Linked DNA regions of Mus musculus: regions 1 and 3 are each linked to region 2. A link is a contact called in public promoter capture Hi-C data. All regions are on one chromosome and are shown on one strand. Each heading gives the region's core, a stretch centred on a gene start, on an enhancer-like site or on the middle of the called end of the contact. The rest is flanking DNA. Distances are from core to core; before and after follow the strand shown. Region 1 holds the start of Osgin1 (oxidative stress induced growth inhibitor 1). Region 2 holds the start of Klhl36 (kelch-like 36). Region 3 holds the start of Taf1c (TATA-box binding protein associated factor, RNA polymerase I, C).

Region 1 (4,658 bases), core at 185-2,684, 430 kb before region 2:
ACTAGGGCTCAGGGGTTCCGTGTGTTTAGCAGTCCTGGGGACTGAAGCCAGGGCTTTGAGCATGTTGGGCAAGTGTTCTCCACTGAGCCATCTCCCAGCCCCGAGCCCAGGGTTTGAACATATCAGTGCACAATGGTACTTGGCCTTCAACCTAGGGTCTCATGCAATGCTAGGCACAGGTTCTACTGATCTATTCCCCAAAACCTATATGCGGTATTTTGAATAATCATTCTTTTAATCCAAGAAAAACAAAATATCATTTTTTAAATCAAAATGCTGTGCTAGCAGCCAAGACTCTTGCAGCCGAAGGATGTTCCACGAGGTGGGCCCAAGGACCCCGTCTTTCTTTACAACTCTGAAGTTTTCTTTTTCTGGAATTTGTATTCTTTACTTAATTTTTTTTCTTTAGAAAATTGTACCAAAGTGTCACTTTGTTTAATGAGTTCCTTTTTTTTTTTTAAAGAATTGTTTATGTAATATATATGAGTGTTCTGTCTTCAGACATACCAGAAGAGGGCATCAAATCCCATTACAGATGGTTGTGAGCCACCATGTGGTTGCTGAGAATTGAACTCAGAATCTCTGGAAGAGCAGCCAGTGCTCTTAATCGCTGAGTAGTCTCTTGGGTACTTAGAGTGAGAGCCTGACACTCCCCCCCCACCGCCCCTCCCCAGTTCTGGTCCTGGTGGTAGAGTGACAGCTGATCAGGACAGGAACAATGGCCACCAAGGTGAGTGCACCGACCTAAACCACTGCCCAACTTCCTTCTCTTGAGCCAAGGCTCCATATGGAAAAGCGCTATTCCAGACCCAGTGTGCAGTAAGGGATGTCTCCCTAGGACCCAGCTTCCGTTCACGGACCACAAGAACCGGCCAGCAGACTGGCGTGACCCCCTACAGGAAGAGAAGTCTATAAGGACCAGGGAGGACGGACACACACTCACATGCGCATGCACGCACACATGAGGGAGTCCAACTCAACCCCACTTTTCAGATGGGGAAACTGAGGTTTGTTCAGAGTCTCCAACCAGGAAGTCGCTGAGTGGGAGTTGTCGGGGTTGACCAGTGACTGAGGGTTTTTTCTGCACACACCCGTGTCCCCTCTCCCCACACGCTGGGGTGGGAAGTGAGTGGAAGATCAGAGCTTTCTGGAGTTCAGAAGCCAGCTGGCCAGCTATTTCTCAGAAGCCTACCACTCACTGGTAAGGAAGAGACCTAGTGGTCTCTTTCAAGATTCCCTAGTTCCTCCTTCAAACTGAACCCGGGAAGGGAGGAACTGGCCAGCAGGGGCCCTTTAAGACTGGCCAGGGCCAAGTTCATTCACCCAGGGGCCCCTGCTGACTCACGCTTATGAAAGTGATTTTCCTGGTCCCGCCCCTGCCTCCGCCTCCTCCCTGCCCCGCTGTGAAATACCCCTGCTAGCCTTGGGCCTCGCACAGCCTCTGGGATCCCCAGGGCTAATGGGCATCCTGTTCTTGCAGCAGGGCACCGTGACAAAGTCTCTCACCGTGTGACCAAGTTCCTCTGAGTGTCCAGACAACCCAGGCTCACCAGCTCCCTCCAGCTATCTACCATCCATCAGGTGAGTGGTCCGGGCAAGGCTGTGGGTGGGAAACAATAGCTATGGGGCAAGGGTGGGCAGACGGGGGTCAGGAAAGCCGGGGTGTACACTGACTGGTCCTGAGGAGGACTCTGGGAGTCCTCCCTGCACCTCCAGCGATGGCCATGGTTAAGTGTCTGGGACACTCTCCCCCAGCGGCCCCTGGCTTAGCAGCCTAATCCTAACTCGTGAAATAGCTGTTCCGGCAGGAAGGAGCATGGGTAGCCTTGCTCCTTCGAGGCACCAATGGCCACTGTGTCTCCAGCCTGGCGAGGTGCTCCAGTGGGTCCTAGGTACCAGGCTCAGACAAGCACAGCCGAGGGTTCCTGGGTACTCGGTTTACGGAAGGTGCGGTGGAGAAAGTGGTGGACCGTGGAGGTTGGGCCATCAGGCACCCTTGGGCCCAGGTGGAGCAGGCACTTGGAACGAGGGTTCACTGTGACTAAGGCCAGGTAACACTTGGCTGACTGCACACTTCCTCCTGCCCCAGGGCTTTGTGTCACTAGCAGCTGTCACTGCTACCTGTTGCTTTATTTGGGAATGGAGGGGAAAGGATCCCAAACGAGGCTGTCTAGGACCTAGACGAGATGTCCCCTCCCCTTCCATTTTCCCCAACCTCAGTTTCATTCATGAAGTGGGGATAAGAAACCCCCAGCTCTTGGGGGTGGTGGTGGCATTTTTAGAGACAAATGGTATATGGTTCCCAGCCCTCCCTGGCATGACGATTTCATAACCTTAGAAATGTCTGCAGTGTTACACCAGGGCAACTATCGCCACTTCTGAGAAACTCATTTTTTATGTGCTCATACCTGTGGGGTCAGAGGTCGATGGCTAGCGTCTTCCTCAGTCACTGTCCACACCTTCTTTTTCATTCTATTATCACTATCATTATTATTATTATTGCTAGAGAGAGCACAAGAACACGTGTAGAAATCAGACAGCCACCCCTCCCCCCCCCCCCCGCCAGGAGTCAGGGGTCAGGGGTCAGCTTTCTCCTTCCATCTTTATGTGAGTGCTGCCTGCCCATAAGTCACTGCCCTTGTACAACAAGTTACCTGCAGGGCCACTTCCCTCCAGGCTTCCCTCTCCTGGACTGAACCTGGAGCCTGTCATTCAGCTCTCTGGCGGGTGATCTCCAGGGGCCCTCCTGTGTTTGTCTCTCCAGACCTAGGATTACAGACATCTGCTTTTGACAGGAGTGTGGAGAATCTGAACTCAGTTCCTCACGGTTAGGCAAGCACTTTACCCACGGAGCCATCTCCCTGGCCCCTTAAATCAACAACTTGAGAACGTTATTTTTTTTTTCTATCAGCATTGCCCAACCAGAGAGACTCCGAAATATGCCAGTACTTTTAAAAACTGGTTATTCTAGCCTGGAGGTGGTGGCAGCTTTCTCTTGTAATATGAGTGGTTGGGAGGTGCAGGCAGGAGGGTCAGCAGTTCAAGGCCTGCCAAGGCTTATTCTAGTTTCAAGCCAGCCTGGACTACATGAGACCCTGTCTTAAACAAAATGAGCAGCTTACCCCAATTCTACAAACTGAGGCCCCTGGGTGGAACTGCAGGTTGGAAGAAGCCGTTTTGCCTTATAAACTAGTAGCAGGTACTTGTGGGTGGTTGTGAGGGTGAACAGCTTGGGGGCGTGTGACTTCTGGGGGGTGGTCAGGCTTGGCGGTGACCTCATGTGTATGGTACCCAGCAAGCAGCTCTAGGTGACACTTGTGCCAGCTGCGAGAGGGACCTGGACTTAGAGTGCAAAGTCCTCCCAGTGTGTTAGCCCATCCCACTTCCTGGGAAGCAATATGGGTGTCCCCTTGGGCCTGGCCTTCGTGGACAGGGCCTCCTGCTGCCACCAGTGAGGAGCTGTATGCTGGGGTGCCCAGGTCTCTGGGAATGGCCGGCATGCTGTTTTCAGGGGTGCTGGAATATCTAGTAGGGTTATACCTGCAGGGATCAAATTTCTGTTCTGTTATGGGCCCACTCTGAAACTTAGCAAGCATGACTTTATCCGCCCTCCCTCCACCCCCGCCTCAGTCTCTTCATCTGAGACATGGATTGTCGTGAGAATTAAGAGAGAGAAGGCACAGGAAAGCACCCTGTTAGGATGCTACCCTCACCTGTGTTGTTACTGTTGCTGGGTAATGAATATGGTGGGAGTGGGGAGAGACGCCAGGCCTTTGCTGTGCCCTGCGCACACCAGTGAGGGGACACCACCCTCCAGGAACTGTAGCTGAATTTCCAAGGCTCTGAGCACAGCTACACCCTCTAGTTAGTGAGCAACTGACCCTCTTCCAGGACACTGGAGCCAGAATCTGCTGCAGGACAGAAAGGGACAGTAGAGGCTTCCCACCCTCTACACCTGCAGAGGCTCAGAGAAGCCCCTGGGGCAGGGTGACCTAGTTCAAGTCCAATCCAGCTGACTGGAGGTGGAACAGGTTTCTTGGCAAACTGTAAAAGTCTGTGCAAAGCTCTCCAGCCTCTGTTTCTCTATCTGTAACACAGAAGTGATCAAAAGAGTACTTTCAACCACCCAGATTAAAAATTGTAAGCATAAACCTCTGGGGGAGGGGGGATGTTGGAACTTACAGGACGCCAGCTCGACAGATGCCTGGAAAAGCCTGGCGCCGGCTCTATAATTACTGCCATAGATGTGTTACCCTAGGGTCCTCTTAGGCCTTGTAAGGGAGACCACATGATCTCCAATAACAGCAAGGAGCCACCTGCACTGTCCCAGGAAGGAGGAGGAGGACCCAGCGGGTGCTAGGGACATGGGAGCCATCTTGACAAGTCTGCAAAGCTGTCCTAATGGCTGAGCACAGCTGAGGCTGAGGCTAGCAGATGGTTCTTGGCCAGCCCAGCTGTGAGCCCACAATGACGTGCAGGGGCATATCCTACTGGCAGACTGTTCCTCCCCTTGTAAGGCTCGCCCCTCACAGAGGAGCACTGAATACCAGCACCAGGTGCTAGGTCAGTTGTCCGGTCTGACTGGTTGGACTTGCCTGGTGGGAGATGCCGGATTTTGTGTTCCTGCACGCAAGTCACACGAGGCCCCAGCTGTGTTT
Region 2 (4,238 bases), core at 1,296-3,795:
ATAACCTTGCCTGTCCCTCCCAAAGTGCTGGGCTTAAAGGTGAACACCACCATACATGGTGGGCCATGTGTCCTCAAATGTCCACAGCTGTTCCCTTTTGGTAGCTGATGTTTCCCCCTCCTTGGTCCTCTCTGTTTTCTGTGAAGAGGATGTGTCACTATGATGTACTGTTGGTAGCAAGGGCCAGGCTAGGCTGCAAGCTCTAGAGGTTGACTGCCTAGCATCAGAGATCAGCTGCTGCTGCTTCTTCTTCTTCCTCTTCTTCTTCTTCTTCTTCTTCTTCTTCTTCTTCTTCTTCTTCTTCTTCTTCTTCTTCTTCTTCTTCTTCTTCTTCTTCTTTTTTTCTTTTTAAGTTTTATTTCTATTTTATGTATGAGTGCACTGTTGATGTCTTCAGACACACCAGAAGAGGGCGTCAGATCCCATTACAGATAGTTGTGAGCCACTGTGTGGTTGCTGGGACTCAGGACCTCTGGAAGAGCAGTCAGTGCTCTAAATCGCCGAGCCACCTCTCCAGCCCCAGAGATCAGCTTCTGAGAGGTGAGATATCTCAGGGACTTTCCTTCTCCCGGCCTCACTTTCCGAGAATCTGTAAACAGGAACGGAAGAGTGGCTTCCTCCCAGGGTCAAGGAGATGGAAAGATTTCCTGTGTGGGCAGAGCTTAAAGCAATGTTTAGGGCATAGTAAGGTGCAGGGTTGTAACCCGCACATCATAACCAGCAATGGCATTATTATTAGTATTGCTGTTATTGTTGTTGTTGTTGTTTAGAGATGATATAATCCCAGACTTTAGGAGGCTGAGACAGGAGGACCAAGAATTCCAGCCAACCCTGGCCACAAAGCAAGGCCCTACCTCAGATTTATGGTGATCCGCCTGCCTCTGCCTCCTGAGTGCTAGGATTGCAGGTGCAATCCAGTGTGGTTTGCCATCATTCACTGCTTTTGTAACTGAAACAGAATGAATGCTATGGAAAGGCAGCAAGTGGGATCAGTTCACCCCACGTTCCTAGGGAGACAGGAGGAGGCCAGGCTAGCTTTACAGGTCAAGGTCACCTGTGGATTCCCAGGTTGGTCCAAGGCTTAACTACAGCCCCCCACCTCAGGGCTGTGCATCTTCTAGTTTGGCTTTCCAAACCCAACACCTCAGGTACTAATATGAAGGTACACGTTATTAAAATAGCTTATGTTAGGCTGTCTATGACAATAAGCTGAAGCAACAGTAGAACTGTTTAATCTACCTTAAAATTCTTAAAAATTCTAGGTAAATTTAATAGATAATAGGCATAAATGTATACTCTCATGGTATACAACTAACAATATTCTCATTTCAAAACTTTTTTATCATCTTCCCCCAAAAGTCCCTAATTTTCCTTTGTTAACGGTCCCAACCCCCTCACCCCTGGCATCCTCTACCATGCTTCTTGGCTCTCCCGCTTTCCTGTTTGAACGTTTTACTTATGCATTTCGTTTTCAAGTGGTTTGCTTTTCTGAGACGTCTCTCTGTGAAGCCCAGGCTGGCCTTGAACTCTTTATCTTCCTGCTTCAGCCTCCCAAGAGCTGAGATGACAGCTGTGTGCCACCAAATGCAGCTGGGAGTGTCCTTCGTGTCTAGATTCTTTCACGTAGAGGAACCTCTTCAAGGTTCTTCCAGGCTATGAGTGACGTTTGATAACTATTAGATGAATTAACAATGATCTAAGATCAACAGATGTTTACTGAGAGGGTATGTACCTGCCATAAAAGCCCAGCAAGGATTGTAACGTTTGTTGGACAGCTTCGAGTGGAGAAGAAAGAGACAGAGAAAAAGAGAGCCGCAAAAGCTCTAGAGAGTGAGAGAACGAGAGAGTGAGACAGAGACAGAGAAACAGACAGGCAGAGGAGAGGGAGGGAAGAAAAAGGAAAGAATTATTTAAAATATTTTGAATCGACTTGGTCAAAGTTGAGGGGAGTGGTGGTTGAGGCTCTGGGTTTAATCTCCTGAGCTTGGGGGGGGGGGGGCAAGTAATAATAATAGACTGGGATAAAGGTATGGAGAAAGCAGAAAGCGGGCCAGAGTGTAGGGGGTGTGGCTGTTAGCAGAGTAGTCAACAAAGGCCTCTTGACAGAATCAGTGAGCAGAAGCCAAGGGAAGATGAGGAGGATACAGCCTTCCCGGAGTTCCCGACCCACCCTGAGGTTTGTCCCACGGAGCCACCTCATATCCTGGAGCCTGGGACGTGGGCGCCAGCAAGCTTCTGCGGCGCATGCCTGACCTACTTAGGGGACAGCCAGGCACCATCAATAGTAAGGGACCCTGGGTGTCTCTTACAGATCTTGACCAGCTCAGCTCCTTCCCATCCACAGACCCCGCCCCTAAGGCTACACCTCCTGCCTCCCGCCTCCTCAGGCCCCGCCTCTGAAGCTGCACTCCGCCTTCACAGGCCTGCCCCTCAGGCGAGGCTCCGCCCCTTATCCTGCAGACCCCGCCTTTCGCCCGCCTGCCGGCCCCGCCCCCCAGCCGCCATTGACAGTGTAGGCTCGCACTTCCTTGCAGAGGGATGGCTGCGCTTCGGGCGGGCCCGGTAGCCCCGCAGTGTGCGCTGCTCTGGTAGCGGCTCGCAAGCGGGCGCGATCCGGGCTCGCGGGTGCACAGGTGCGGCCCACGCCTCCCTCGGCGCCTCAGCACCTTCGGGGCGGGACGCGGGACGGTGAGTGCCGCCTGGGCTCCGTGCTGGCTCCCGGGGATCCCGGGTGGGGGGGCTCTGGCTCTGCACCTTCACCACACCTGCTTGCACGCAGCTAGGCGCCACAGACATGGTCCGGGAGACTAAGGCGAGCCTGGCACTGGAGAACTCTCTCTAGATTCCTTGGCCTAGAAAAGAAAGCTTCCAGACAGTGAGGAACTAGAGACCTGGCTGGCCGCCCTAAGTAGATGGGCAGAGAGGGTATCTATGTTTTCCTGTCTGTGACCTTGGGTGGGCCCCTCGGCCACCTGCCCACCCACGGTGCGATTTTAGCCCTGTGGGAACAGTGGTGCCCATTCTCACACCGCCAAGGTGAACCGGGAGAATCAGGGGTATGCAGTAATTAGATGCTGATTGGTACCTTTCTCTCTGGGCCCCCAGCAGCTGGGAGAGTTCCTGCCTGGATACAGCTTAGTCACAAAGTTACTAGTTTTCTGGAAAAGATTCAGTTGTGTCTTCTTTCCCAGAGAGAGCGGAACAGGATGGAATGTCCGGACTTCTTCCTCCATGGGAACACTGGAGCCCCCTCGCTCTCCCCATTTATCTCAGAACCAGCTGACTTATCTTTAGCAGAGACTCTTTGTTCAGTAGGAAACAAAATGATTCTTCGTGTGGGTTCAGCAGAACTGGGAGGGGGGGGGAATTTGTCTTGTAGCTCCAGCCCATGTTGGTTTTATAAGGAAAAGGGGGTAAAGAATTGAGACAGGAAAAGACAGACTCTTCTCCACGGGCTGTTAATGAAACAAGCGAGAGGCTGCACTTTCCAGCCTTCTAGAAAGAGAGGGGCTTTTGGGAGGAGGGAGGCTTTGGGAGTTGTAAGTAGGGGACTTGCAGGTGTTAGCTCCCACCCCAGAAGATAGAGGGATAAGCAGAATTTCTCTGAATTTAGCCCAACAGGTTTATTCCTAACTGGGTGTCCCCTGCCAGTGTCCGCCTAGACTTCCAAGTCCTCCAAAGCCTGCCTCATAGTTAAAAGACTATGGGACATCGTGTGTCAGGTCTATAGATTTGATCAGAAAGGTCAGCACAGCAGTATTGCTCGTGTTTGTGTGAGAGCACAGACCTCAGGGGAGGTTTCTCCTTGTGGATTCCTCCCTCCTATGACCAGACAGTACAGCTGTGGGCGCAGAGGAACCGGAGGCCCTGAACATCCTCCGACTGTTGGATGCTGTGTGGGCTGGGCTGTTTTACACACACACACACACACACACACACACACACACCGTTGTGACCTCTTGAGTTGTGAATCAAGGACAGGATGGGGATAGTCTCGTGGAGTTAAATGGGAGAAAATTAATGAAGGCTCGTAGAAGCCCCCGGGGATGACGCCCAGAACAGAGTTGGTACTCATTAATCACAACTGTCTCTCACCCTCCACTTCCTCCTGAGAACCTGAAAGTGTAACACTGGTCATATCTGGGCCTTGTCTCCTGCAGAGGTGAAGGGCCCAGGTTTGGTGTCATTAACTAGTGTTATGACAATGTGAAATGTCCTCATCTATAAAGTAGGACCGT
Region 3 (4,313 bases), core at 811-3,310, 260 kb before region 2:
TTACCTGCTCAGTGACATCCAGCACAGCCTGAGACTGGTACTGGTAGCAGTGACCTCCCCGGAAAAGGAAGTCCTGAGCTGTCACACCAGGGTCCCAGGGATCTAAGGGGAGAAGGAGATCAGAGAAGAACCTGAGAAGGAATGGGGACAGGATACCCCTGGAGGTCTGAGGTTCCCCTTGTGCGTGTGATGGCTGAGGTCCTTGGAGGGGGCCCAAAAGGAGAGAGACTCTTACCAGGATCAGGAGGCATCAGGAGGGGGAGGGGTCCTGGCGTCGATGGCTCCCACAGTAGGTTCTTGGCAAAGGACAAGGTCGGATCCTAGGGAAACGGGGCAGCAATAACATGACAGGTGTGCAATCCCTGCCAATTAACTAACTCAGTCCTCGGGACAAATGTGAAAAGGTGGTCACTTCGCTAATGAGGAACCCTGAAGCATGAGGCTGCCGCCCTAGGTGACAGAAGCAACAAACAGGCATGGACTTGAACCCAGGCAACCGACTCCAGAGTCTGAACTGAATTCTAAACTTCATTCACAGCAGCTTTCAAAGGAAGCGCCTAAGTCATGACTGCCTACCCACAACCCAATGAGCTCCAACTTCCTCAGCTATCTCCTCTGAGTCCTGCCATTCAGTGGGCACCCTTGTCCCAAGGACCAAGAACTCCCCTCCCCCAACACCCTCTCTTTGACATGCTCTCCTCAATGTACTCAATACAAGGCTGCTAGAGATGGACCTCCCAAGAGCAGAAATCCTGCCCCTGGCATTCCACTAATTCAGGCAAGTCAAGGCCACACTATAAAAGGTCTGCCCGTTGGTGTACAGTCTCTCACCATAACTGGAAGTCCCTTAGGTGGGGTTGCCTGACTTCCTCATGCTGGGCTCCTGGGCCTGTAAGGACCCCAACACATAAACACCTGCTGAACCCAGGGAGAGGGAGCGAGGAAAGAGGAGCCACAGCCTCTGTTGAGAGACACTGTCTGGACAGCAGGGCAACCGGTGCGCAGCTCAAGTAGCAGCTGCCTAGACCTCTTTTCCCAATAAGTGAGCAAGGAGGAGGAACAGACCAAGGAAAGGACCCTATTTCCATCCTCACCTTGCAGTTCTGTGGCTGGGACCCTGGCAGGGTCAGTGCATCTCTCCAGCTGCACATGAAGGACAGGTCAGGGCCATCAGTCATGCCAAGTGGACCGGCCTTAAACAATGAAGGGCGCAGGGTGCCAGGGAAGTCCATCCTGGAGAGAATGTATCTAACGTTACACACGCCTTCATTAGGAGTCTCAACAGTGCACCAGGGTTCTCAGAACACAGTAGGGGAGACCACTACAAGGTAGCAGATAAAGACCAGACTATGCCTAATGCCAGCGCGTCAGCAGGGCTGCCCAAGGACTGCTCACTCTCTTGAGGGCAGCCAGACAGATATCTCTGCTCACACCTTGGAAGAGGGGCTGGGGAGAAAGTGATCGCAAAAGGCCTCGTGGCAGGTAAAGTGCCAAAGAGATAAGCAACCACAGAATATACAAAGGGGAGAGTGTGGAGGACCAAGTGATGCCGATGAAGGCTGAGCGTTCATCAACGCGCTGCGCATGACAGTAGCAGGCTGACTTTCTTCCACCCCTCTGTGGACATGGGCTGCGTACTATTCCTGCTTCCCCACTGCCAAACACAGGCTTCTCCGAAAATGCCCGTGGGCTGAATAAATGCAGGAACTCTTTAGAAGCAGTAACTGTCAAGTCAGCCCTCATTTTTAGTAAAAATTAAATCTAACATCCGCAATAAGAGCACCAGCAGAGCACTAGTACCCGCTGGACAAGACGTGAAGGCGCTGAATTTAGAGTCTGAACTGAAAACCGGTGTGTAGTAACCACAAGTGTTCCCGGACCGCCCTCCCTCGTGGCCAGCATCTAGGACGAGCCTCAGCGCTGTAATCGACCAGTCTCTATAGCCACGTGGTCTGCCACGTGCTCTCAGCATTCCCGCAACAGCCTCACCTGACCCCGGGGCCGCAAAGGAGCCAGAGTGCCGAACCTCAACGCCGCCACCCACAACTGTTGGAGCAGACTAAACTGTTTTCCGGATCAGGCCGGAAGTTCGCCCGAGAAACAGGAAGTCCCGCCCCCAGATCATCTAACCGAGTCCTCCAGCGCCACCTGCAGAGCTGAGGGCCAATATGCATGGTCGTGGCGCCTAAGCTATGAAATTTCCATCCTATTTCACAAAAGTGTTGAGAAGCTTGAATTGATCCTCTCAACGAACAAGTGAGCACCTCCGATGAGCCACGCACTGTATTTATTACCCACAAGTCCTAGAATCCGCTTCATAGACACCTCTGGGTGCATGTGTGGCTTTAACAGGGGCCAGGAGGGAATATTAGCTTGTCATTCTCAAGCTAATATTCCTTGTGTGTGCACCTGCGAGTTTTGGGGGATCTGTTCAAACTCGCTCGCATGCAGCGAGTCCTGGGCTCTGCCTGTAAGTTGCCTTGGTCCTGACACTATCGCGTAAAACTTAGGACGCGTGGCTCTGCTGACCACTTGCTTTCCATCGCCTGGAGGCTAAGAATATCTTCAGATAGAATCGAGACAAGGAACAGATTCTCCTGCGTCACTGCAACCTACCTACATGACATTCCCGCCAATGTGTTTGACGACTTCTTTGGGTTTGACTTTCCTTTGTCCTGTAATTATCAGAACTTCATAAATCGGTCTTCATGGTGGAGCAAGTTATTCAGGGAGAAAAATCTGTGTTCCTGAGTTTATTAAGGGATCTCTAAAGGAACAGAACTGATTGAATGAGTATGGAATAGAGGAGATTTTATTAGACCGGCTTACAGGCTGTGATCTGCGTAGTTCAATAATAGCTGTCTTATGACAGAAATGGCAAGGAGAATTTGGTACTGTTCCGTCCACGAGGCTGGTTGTCTCAGCAGTTCTGATCTGGTGCTGTAGTCCTGGGCCATTCCTAAAGAGCCGCCGAGCTTCAGTCTCTGTTGGAATCCTAAAGAAATTGATTTGAATACTGAAAGGAAAACTTCAGCAATGCCATAAAATAAATGGTTTTGCCGGTGAGGGTGAGGTCCAGCAGGCACAAATCATGGTTTCTTTTTCCATTTCTTTTATCTGGGCTGCCACCAGAAGGTGATTTAGGATGGCTCTTCCTCCTTCAAATAATCTGATTAAGAAAATCCCTCACAGGGCTGGAGAGATGGCTCAGCGGTTAAGAGCACTGACAGCTCTTCCCAAAGTCCTGAGTTCAAATTCCAGCAACCACATGGTGGCTCACAACCATCTGTAATGGGGTTTGATGCCCTCTACTGGTGCCTCTGAAGACAGCTACAGTGTACTTGCATATAATAAATAAATAAATAATTTTTTTTAAACTTCCTCACAAGTGTGCCCAGCAGTTTGGGTCCCAGTTAATTTCAAATATTCAGTTGACCACCAAAACTAGCCATCATATGGGGGCATGCTCGTTGGTGTCTATTTGGCTCATGCATAACTTTATTACTATTATTATTTTATTGATTTTTTTTTTTGAGACAGGGTTTCTCTATGTGTAGCCCTGGTTGTCCTGGAGTTTGCTCTGTAAAGCAAGTTGGTTTCAAACTCAGAGATCTACCTGTCTCTGCCTCCTGATAATGGGATTAAAGGTGTGTACCCCCATGTCTGACTGTCAGCTGCCTTCTCTGTAAGATGAGGGCTGTGTTTGAGTCAACCTCTTTCCCATTGCTGGGTAATACAGGAATTCCCTGCTTATGGCTTTAGCACCACTGTCTAGCTAGAAATGCACCATTATCCCTGTATCTTGATATCAAGGTACATCAGGGGCTACCTAGAGGTATGTTAAAGCAGTTTGCTGAGCAGTTGGGTGTGGTAACACACATCTTTAATCCCACCCTCAAGAGACACAGAAACAGGCAGATCTCTGTGAGTTTGAGGCCAGCCTGGTCTACAGAGCAAGTTCCAGGACAGCCAGGGCTGTTACACAGAGAAACTCTGTCTCAAAACACAAAAACAAAAACAAAATAAAAAACAGTTTGCCGGGCTGAGTGTCTAATTTAGTGGGTCTGGGGTAACACTGCTGACCCATAGCCCACATAAATGAGAAACACTGCTTTAAAGGATCAATTTGTGTGGGGTGTGGTGGTACAAGCCTTTAGTCCCAATACTTGGGAAACAGAGGCAGCTGGATCTTCCAGTTTGAGGCTAGTCTGGTCTACAGAATGAGTTCAGGGACAGCCAGAGCTACACAAGGAAACCTTGTATCTAAACAAAAACAAACTAACAAAGGATCTGTTTGCAAGGAGCCAGGGGAG

What was found. Promoter capture Hi-C pulls out the DNA fragments that hold promoters and counts their contacts.
Region 1: a promoter capture Hi-C map of stem cell-derived epiblast-like cells shows a contact between it and region 2, with 5 times the contacts expected there. The contact joins the promoter of Osgin1 here to the promoter of Klhl36 in region 2. A contact is called at or near these places in 17 of 39 promoter capture datasets (the 3T3-L1 cell line, the C10 cell line, the HPC-7 cell line and 10 more), 1 of 484 Hi-C or Micro-C datasets (cortical neurons), 3 of 115 datasets of contacts at active chromatin or transcription factors (large pre-B cells, memory CD8 T cells and pancreatic cancer cells) and 2 of 9 other capture datasets (embryonic stem cells and liver).
Region 3: a promoter capture Hi-C map of the SN4741 cell line shows a contact between it and region 2, with 5 times the contacts expected there. The contact joins the promoter of Taf1c here to the promoter of Klhl36 in region 2. A contact is called at or near these places in 12 of 39 promoter capture datasets (the 3T3-L1 cell line, the C10 cell line, HPC-7-derived erythroid cells and 7 more), 1 of 484 Hi-C or Micro-C datasets (liver) and 3 of 9 other capture datasets (adipose tissue, liver and pancreatic islet).

What each region holds. Positions count from the first base shown.
Region 1 is chr8:119,435,713-119,440,370 of GRCm38.p6, forward strand. It overlaps Osgin1 (oxidative stress induced growth inhibitor 1), which reads left to right and starts at 1,435. Exons shown (of 6, transcript NM_027950.2): 1 at 1,435-1,581.
Region 2 is chr8:119,859,760-119,863,997 of GRCm38.p6, forward strand. It overlaps Klhl36 (kelch-like 36), which reads left to right and starts at 2,546. Exons shown (of 5, transcript NM_146219.1): 1 at 2,546-2,688.
Region 3 is chr8:119,603,146-119,607,458 of GRCm38.p6, forward strand. It overlaps Taf1c (TATA-box binding protein associated factor, RNA polymerase I, C), which reads right to left and starts at 2,061. Exons shown (of 15, transcript NM_021441.3): 1 at 1,990-2,061; 2 at 1,095-1,233; 3 at 236-320; 4 at 5-102. The coding sequence starts at 1,232.